Linked DNA regions of Mus musculus: regions 1 and 3 are each linked to region 2. The links are chromatin contacts, called in public Hi-C and promoter capture Hi-C maps. All regions are on one chromosome and are shown on one strand. The core of a region is the stretch at or near the end of the contact, and the rest is flanking DNA. Distances in the headings are between cores, read along the strand shown.

What was found. Hi-C and Micro-C count contacts between places; a contact is called where the count stands out from the background. Capture Hi-C pulls out chosen DNA fragments and counts their contacts.
Region 1: a promoter capture Hi-C map of adipose tissue shows a contact between it and region 2, with 2.1 times the contacts expected there. The contact joins the promoter of Add3 here to the promoter of Bbip1 in region 2. A contact is called at or near these places in 3 of 39 promoter capture datasets (the C10 cell line, neutrophils and pre-B cells), 3 of 484 Hi-C or Micro-C datasets (embryonic stem cells and muscle stem cells) and 2 of 9 other capture datasets (adipose tissue and liver).
Region 3: a contact with region 2 is called in a Hi-C map of regulatory T cells, with 12 times the contacts expected there. The contact joins the enhancer-like site here to the promoter of Bbip1 in region 2. A contact is called at or near these places in 1 of 484 Hi-C or Micro-C datasets (regulatory T cells), 6 of 115 datasets of contacts at active chromatin or transcription factors (cardiomyocytes, double positive thymocytes, epiblast stem cells and 3 more) and 2 of 9 other capture datasets (adipose tissue and liver).

The regions. Positions count from the first base shown.
Region 1 is chr19:53,141,323-53,144,022 of GRCm38.p6, forward strand. Add3 (adducin 3 (gamma)) reads left to right here and starts at 1,434. Exons shown (of 15, transcript NM_001277100.1): 1 at 1,434-1,767.
Region 2 is chr19:53,943,196-53,945,895 of GRCm38.p6, forward strand. It overlaps Bbip1 (BBSome interacting protein 1), which reads right to left and starts at 1,432. Exons shown (of 4, transcript NM_001195338.1): 1 at 961-1,432; 2 at 271-384. Shoc2 (Shoc2, leucine rich repeat scaffold protein) reads left to right here and starts at 1,681. Exons shown (of 9, transcript NM_019658.6): 1 at 1,681-1,818.
Region 3 is chr19:53,420,192-53,422,891 of GRCm38.p6, forward strand. No RefSeq gene overlaps it. Among named protein-coding and RNA genes, the nearest start is that of Smndc1, 31 kb to the left of the region's middle. Within about 2 kb of position 1,285, at least 341 of the 459 cell types and tissues checked have an H3K27ac peak or open chromatin away from gene starts, as enhancers often do. A contact at or near this core is called in adipose tissue, double positive thymocytes, epiblast stem cells and 2 more, where this site is marked.

The sequences.
Region 1 (2,700 bases), core at 184-2,683, 800 kb before region 2:
ATTAGCACATTTTTTTTTGGGAAAGGGGATGAAGATGAGGAGGCTGGCGCGAAGTATTTGAGGGGGAAGAGAGCCTGCAGATGAGGAAGGAAATGAAGTGGCCTGTCGCCAGTGCCTTGGAAAGGACGGGAGATAAGGGTGGGGAAATGAAGTTTGCTGTGTGTGTTAGGGTGGGGTTAACCCCAGGGACCATGAATCACTAGAATGGTGTTGGGAGGAGTGTGCTTGAGGGTGAATTCGTGCAGTGGAGAGGGCATGTGTGCCGGAGTGGTGTGCAAGTCGTGGGTGGCAGAGGAGAGCAGCGAGCGTGTGCCTGGAGGTCTATTTCGAGAATAGGTTGGGGTGAGAAACCCGTCTGGGAGGCGGGGGTGGGCAGCCCAGTGTCACCTGTGGAGGGATCCCCGACTCTGCAAATGAGTGTTGCAAAGTTTGCCTGGCTTTAGACAGATTTTGAAGGCTGCTGGCGGAGCCTAGACTTTTCATCTCCCAAGAGGTCAGCTCTCAGAAGGTTTAAGAGGCAATTAGCCAAAGTAGGAGTGCAGAGTTTGGGCTGGTCCAAATGAATATAAAGGCCCTTGCCCCGTCCCTCTGTGGGAGTGAGTGAAGGCGGGAGGCTCCCCCAAACGCAAATATGCTGAAGAGAAAATCGAGGCCCCCTCCTGTGGGAGCCGAGCTGAAGTCCAACTATTGTGGCCTCTCCCCCCAAAAACCCAGCGGCCTCAGTGGGCCACAGAAGCTCAATCTGAAAGCTACGGCTCAGCTGAGATTCACTGGGTGGGGGAAGCACGTTAGGACTGGGGAGGTAGATGTTTCCGTGGCGTCACCCTCCCACTCTCAATCGGGTTTCTCTCGGGGTCGTTTCCTTCTCCGGCAGCGGATCGGAGCTGCACTGAGGGAGGAAGACCTTGCAGAGGCGCCAGGCAGGCGCCCTGCAACAGGCCCTCCGCCTGCGGAGCACGTAGGCCCCCACTGCCGCAGCTGCACGGATACGGAGCTTGCAGCTCGAAGGGGGGCCTCGAGGGGCGGGGCCAGAGATCTCAAGGGGCAGCAGAGGCGGGGCCTGGACCTGCGAGAGCCTGTTGGGGGCGTGGCCTATTAGGAGCGGAGCAAAAACGCTGGGCTGGCGAAGGGCGGAACCAGGGGCACGCTTTTGAGCTACGAGGGCCCAGCCCGTACTGGGCGGAGTGAAGGCTGCTGGGGCGTGGCCTATAAGAGGCGGGGCTAGAGCTCTCGGGCCATGGGGCGGGGCCTTGAAGCTGGGGTACTAGAAGGGTCAAGCCTGTAGAGGGCGGAATCAAGAGCCCTGAGGCGTGGCCTGTGGTAGGCGGGGCCAAGGCGTTCAGGCCTGTGGGGCGGGGCCTTCGGGGTGCTAAGCGAGACTAAGCCTGTAGGGGGCGGAGTCCTGGACCCTGTGGAGGCGGAGCCCAAGGGGCGGGCCAGAGGGCGTTCGTGGGGAGTTCGGCTGGTCCCGCCAGAGCGCGAGGCGCCCGCCGGTAACGGTCGTGCGGGCGAGGGGCTGGAGGGAGAGGAAAGGGCTTTAAATGATGTTTTGAAGCAGCGAGAGCTAGACGCGTCGGCGACCAGGTGTCGCCACTTCCCGCTGCCGAGGGCTCGGCGTCCAGGTCCTGCGTCTCCACGCCCCCTCCCTTCCCGGCCCTCTCCTCGGGAACCGAGCGAGCGACGTTAAGAGGCGGCTGCGGCGGACCGGGCGGCCGCTGCAGCCCGGCGGTGGCGAAGGAGTGGGCACAAAGCCGGCTGCGCTGCGAGGTAATCCTGCGGGAGCGGAGGGCCCGGGGTCCCGCCGCGCTTCCCACGCCGAGGGGGCTTCGGACTGGCTGGCCGCGCGGCCTCAGGTGAACCGTGCTCGGGGCGGGAACGCGAGCCCCACGGGGCCGAGGAGTGCAGACCTGGGGGCGAGGAGTCGGGGTGCGGCGCCGCAGAGTGGGCCGGGACTCACCCGGGCGTCCCCGGCTTCCCCCAGCGAGGGCGTGGGATTGCAAAATCCTGTTCTGCGGGGAGCCTTGCTGACCCCGAAGGTGCTCGCGGGGACGGTGGGAGGTTCCCGCGCTTGGAGAAGGTGGAAGAAGACCGTGTTGATTTGTTGTTTTCTTTTTTCTTCTTCTTTTTTTTTTACCCCCTCGTGGCTTAAGAAACTTCAGTCACAAGTTGAAATTGTTCAACCACTTTATCTAATCAGTGTGACCCTCCCCAGCACACACACACTAAAAGTGCGCACGAGCACGCGCGCGCGCGCGCACACACACACACACACACACACACACACACACACACACTATAACCTTTCAAGCATTCCTGATACTTTATTCTTCCTTGCGGGGTGACAGCCCAGTTGGCAGCAGATTTGGTTTGCTGGTGTTTGGGGCACTTCCAACCTCTTTGGAGGTATGTAATAGCTGAGGCAAGGCCACTATTAAACCAGGCCTCTATTAAAATGACAAGAATGGCCTCAGGTGAACTTTTTTTGTTGCAGAGATTTAATTGCAAGTAGATGCCCGTTTAAAGTGGGAGTGTAAGGAAAACCACTAAATATCCTTGGCACATGTGCTCTTGGAATTGACTTTGCTAGAGTGGTGTGGGATTTAGCTCAGCCAAGAGGCTTTGAGTGAGGATTAGGAGCCAGGCTCAGGAAGGAATTGATAAGACTCTGGGGCTTGGGATGAGCTACATAAACATGTGTGA
Region 2 (2,700 bases), core at 182-2,681:
TATGTTAGGGTCTGCCTAACTGCAGACCTATAAATGACTTCTAGATAGTACTAAAGTTGGAATATGAATAGGAAAGAAATGTGTACATAGCAGAATCTTAACAATTACCAAGCAGGTAAATGGACACACATCACAAAAGGTGACAGCTGACTACAACAGTAAACCTCAGGAGAACAGGATTACTTCATTTTTTTTTCTGGAACATAGGTAGAGAAGGTAGATTTGTACTTTAATTTTCGTTTGGTTAGGTATAAGCATATTTCAATTTACCTGAAAATTGTTCTTTTTTTTTTTCTTGCACCTTTAGGAATCCAATCTGTAGTTATCAGAACGATTGACTTCTTGACTCCAAACGTCCACAGAAGGAACTACATGAGACAATGTCTTGGAGACACATAAAGCATTTTAAATATTTTTAAAATGTCCTTTAAAAGGATATTCACAATCGTAAACACCCAGGACTAACTACTTCAATATACCCTAACCCAGACTTCTAGTTGAAGCTTACATAGAGCTCAGAAAGGGGAGGCAGGACAGAAAGGGAAGAAAAATCAAAGATGAAAGGGAAGGTTTTGCTTTGCGGGTTGGCTCAGGGAAGTCATCTTTTTCTTTGATAGCTGGGGTGGAAACCGGTTTCTTTGGTTCCCAAAATTTGGAGTTTCTAAAGGCCAGGGAGTGAAAGTACTGTACTCGACAGGAACTCGAGGAGGCGTGCACCGTGCCCCACTGTGCAGACCTAGGGACTGCGGGCCTGGCCTCGCCCGGCGGCCGATCCGGCTGCCTCGCCCTACAGGGAACCTCAGAGGGGCGGAGGGAAGGCTGGCCACCGCCCCACCAGCCGGAAAGGAAACCCTCTGCCAGCGGAAGCGGCCCGGGGCCTCCGCTTAGTCTTCTCCCAGCTCCCTCCCTGCGGTTCATCCGGCCTGGCCGGCCCTGCTGTAGGGCGTCAGGGACACTTACCTCACTCGTCAGCTCTGGGAGAGGAGGCACCCCCTGGGGCGCAGGCGGGGTCCGGCTACTCCCACCTCCTGGCCATGACCCTACTAGGAAGTGCAAGCGCAACTTCCGGTGCGAGGGAGTTTTGAAGCCCTAAACTGTAGTTCTAGGTAAGCGATCAGGGGCTCCGTAAAGGGTCTGGCAAGCAAACCGGCAGTTCCCGATCGCGAATTAACTCGCCCAGTGTGGACTGTGTGTGTGCACATCCTCCGTAAGTATACTTACAGGTGCATCCCTTTCCAGACCGCTCTGCTGTTGCCTGGGGTAACGGGGAACCAAAAGCAGGAAAAACGTACGTCAAACGGGTGACAGGAAACGCCTCCTGCCATCATCAATTATGGCTGCCTGGGCTTCAACCGTAACTTCCGACTGGGAGTCGTTTCTCTACCCGGCTGGAGGCTTTTCTCTGTGGCGGAGCTAGCCAGCGGCGCCCAGTGGGCGGGAGACCGCGCACTGCCGCGGAGGAAAGGAAAAGGGCGGGGACAGGGAAGCTGGCGCCAAGGTTTCCCTCTGATTGGGTGACTGCTTTTGCTCTGGCTCCGCCCATCCCTCCTCCCTAGCGAATGCCCAGGCTCGCTCAAGGGGGCTGGGGCGGGGCGATTGGAGCCAGAGTGTGTGGAGGGGCGGGGCGAGTGGGGGAGGGGCGGGGGGGCGGTGGCAGGGGAGCGTCGCTCGGGGAGCGGAGGACGAGGAGGAGGAAGGAGGTGAGCAGGGATGGTGGAGTCCGGGCTCCGGACGGCAGCCTGGGGCGGGAGCGGCACAGGAGCGCCCGTGGGCCGGTTCTCTGCTTTCCTGCCTGTCGGGGGGCCCGGCCGGCCGTCGGTAAGGGGAGGCCCACACGTCCTGACAGGCGCGAGCCGCCGGAGCCGGGGCGAGGCCTGAGGGGTCGGGGCCCTGGGAGGCGCCGCGGCCGCTTTCCGGGGTGCCACGGCCCGGGGCGCCGGAGCCTCGGAGCCGCTGCCCGCGCGGGGCCGGCGGGCGGGACACGGGGAGCGGCAGGCTGCCCCCTGACAGCGCCGGGCCGGGCCTACTGCGGAGCGGGCGGCCGGGACAGCGCCGGGGCGCGGGCGCGGGCCCGGGGCGGCGAGTCAGTCGCGCTCCGGCTGCTCCGGTCTCTCGGCGCCTCCCGGCCGGGACTGCGGGGCTGCCCGGGTCGCGAGGACGCTTGGCGCCGGGCGGGCGGGCGGGCGGGAGGGCGGGCGCGGCCGTAGGGCTGTGGGGTGGGGTCTCTGCGCCTCCACCCCAAAGTCCTCGGCGCTGAGCGGTCTCCTCCTCGCAGACCCTGCGGGACGAGTGGTGGGTTCGGCGTTGGGTGTGTTGCCGAGTGAAAGGAGTTGTGGCCGCAGAGACCGCCCTGCTAAACACGCCTGGTGGCAATCTCCGTGTCGGCTTTGAGGGCTGGAGGAAAAGTAGTGTAACTCCCCGCCCCCAGCTCGGAACGCAGGAGGCTGCAGGGCAAAAAGATTTTCCCCCTAGCCCCTCGGTATCCATTGTTTTGTACCATCCCCTCCCCCATGCCTAGGTAGAAGAATAAGGACTCCAAAGCAGTAATTCGCCCGCCTCTCTCTCTCTCTCCCTCTCCCCTCGCTCCCCCGTCCCTCTCCGCAGAGGTTTGTGTTAACAGTGCAAGTGGGGGGTTTACAAACAGGTGGAATTGCTTGTCTATTTGGGAATCGGAAAGAAGATGCTTTTGGGGTGTGTTTT
Region 3 (2,700 bases), core at 35-2,534, 520 kb before region 2:
CACACACACACACACACATGCATATGTGCACACACACACACACACACACACACACACACACACACACACATGCATATGTGCACACACACACACACACACGCATTTTATTCTTTTTTGTTTGTTTTTTGTTTTTGTTTTTCAAGACAGGGAGGGCTTCTCTGTGTAGTCTTGGCTGTCCTGGAACTCACTTTGTAGACCAGGCTGGCCTCGAACTCAGAAATCCGCCTGCCTCTGCCTCCCGAGTGCTGGGATTAAAGGCGTGCGCCACCACACCCGGCCACACACACATTTTAAAGTTGGGGGTCTCACTCTGGCTGTTCTGGAACTCACTATGTAGACCAGGCTGGCCTCAAACTCACAGAAACCCACTTGTCTTTGTCTCTCCCAAGTGCTGGGATTAAAAGTGTGTACCACCACGCCCAGCCATATAAATAAAATAAAATCTATCTATCTTTCTTTCTTTCTTCCTTCCTTCCTTTCTTTTGTTTTTTCTTCTTTTGGAAAACTAAGGAAAAAGAATCACATTTCCTAGTTACAAAAGAACGGAACTCTTCAGAGTGACACTTAGTGCTCATAATAGCAAATTTGTACGGTGCTTACTGTGTGCTAGCCAACATTGTAAATGCTTTACGCATAAGATTATTTAATACTATGATCAGTCCCATTTTAGTCATGAGGAAACTAGGGATACCAAGAGATCAAGTACTGGAGTTCACAGAAGGAGAGCATAGCAGACAGAGGCAGAGTTTCACACTGGGTTGCATTAGCCGCCCTCCCCCGCCGCCACCCCGCCCCCCAGTGCCTCTAAGCCTTTCACCCTTAGGAATCCGAGGCAGTCATTAGTTACTCCCCCTCCTCCCCCCGCAAAGGTATGGAGCCATGCTGGATGGAACCCAGCGTGGAATGCTGTAACAAAGAACCAATTGTTGCTTTCTGCTTGCGCATTGCATTTTCGTCACGGCAAGCAACACACGCGTGTGTGACACCTGCCACTCACCTAGGATCACAACTATTTACAGGGTGCTGACTCTCTTTTGATGCACTGGCCTCTGGAGGAGGAGAGCTATGACAGAGCAAAACCTCTTCCGGAGCAGAGACAAAGTGCTCAAGCCACGGAGCAGTGATCTAAGACAGAGTCACCAGCTGAGTAAGGTGGGAAGGGATGTGGTGGGCCCCTATCAAGACGCTCAGAGACGAGTCAGCCAGGCAGTGAGGGACGGCTCAAGTCAACCCAGGTTGTAGGACTCTGTTAAAAGCCTCTCTCATGATTAACTAGAAAGAATGGGACAGAGGCAGGGCCCGCCCCACACCCATTAGCACCAATCAGCTGTCTTCAACTTCCTGAATAGCCTATCATAGCTCATTTCTTGTCCTCCTGAAAAGGCGATTGGTGCAAGAAAGTTAAAGACTTGGCGGCTGCAAGAAAAGGCAAAAGAATTTCATGCAGATCTTTTCACCTGAGGTGGCCGGGAGGAAGGAACTGGAGCATAGTGAGGGGGAATAAGGCAGTTTCTAGGAGCAGACACCTATCTACCGAACTGAGGTCACTTAGCCCCTGCGCGTGCTGTTCCCTGATGTCCAAGGTCAGACCCCACCTCCAGCTGCTGGGGACTCTGGAAAGCAGAGAAGCTGACTGCTAAGAGGAGGCTAGTCCATAGCTGTTGGTATCAGGGCTCCTCACCCACCCCTTACCCCCAGCAGGAGCCTCGGAGGAGAAAATGGCTTGTACCTCTTTGTGGCATAAATCTTTCACCTCACCTCTACCATCCCAACACTGAGAGAAATAGGAGGAAGGAGGAAGAATTTGGTGGTCAGGGTTCCCTCCTTGTGAGAGTTATACACAGCTGCAGTCATGAAGATGTGGGTGTCAGGTTACAAAAAAGAAGAAGAGGAAGAAGGAGAAGGAGAGGAGAAGGAGAAGGAGGAGAGGAGAAGGAGGAGGAGGAGGAGGAGGAGGAGGAGGAGGAGGAGAAGGAGGAGGAGGAGGAGGAGGAGGAGGAGAAGAAGAAGAAGAAGAAGAAGAAGAAGAAGAAGAAGAAGAAGAAGAAGAAGAAGAAGAAGAAGAAGAAGAAGAAGAAGAAGAAGAAGAAGAAGAAGAAGAAGAAGAAGAAGAAGAAGAAGAAGAAGATATTCCACCTAAACGGGGGGGGGGGGGGGGGGATCGTGTGAATAACAGGCTACTCTCTGCGCAGCGCCATTATTTGGAGGCGAGCCCAGAAGGCAGAAGGACCTGTTCGAGTTCCTTAATTATGCCTTGGTGCCTGCAGTCCTCAGGAGAAACCCATCCTTAGAACCGTGACTGATAGTCTCTCAACCACTAGTGGGCAGGCTAGCTGGGAGTGGGAGTGGGAACGGGGGCAAGATGCCGTCCCAGATCCAATGGGCTGTTAAAGAGCAGCAGAAGACCGAGAACAATCCGAGAGGCCAGTTTGGATGTGTGCCCTTGCTGGATGGAACCTCAGCTCTGAGGAGCAGGACCCCACTCGCCATTCCTCTGTGCTTTAGAGGTTGAAGCAAGCACCCAGCTACATTCAGGCCTGTCTAAGATTTCAGAAATGAGGGGCAGAGGTCATTTATTTCAGTAGTCAAAGTCCAAAATCATATGTCTCAGTTAGCTTTAACTGTCAACTTGACACAGCCAAGAGTCACCCAAGAAGGCAGTCTCAGTTGAGAGACTGCCCAGATCAGATTGGCGGGTAG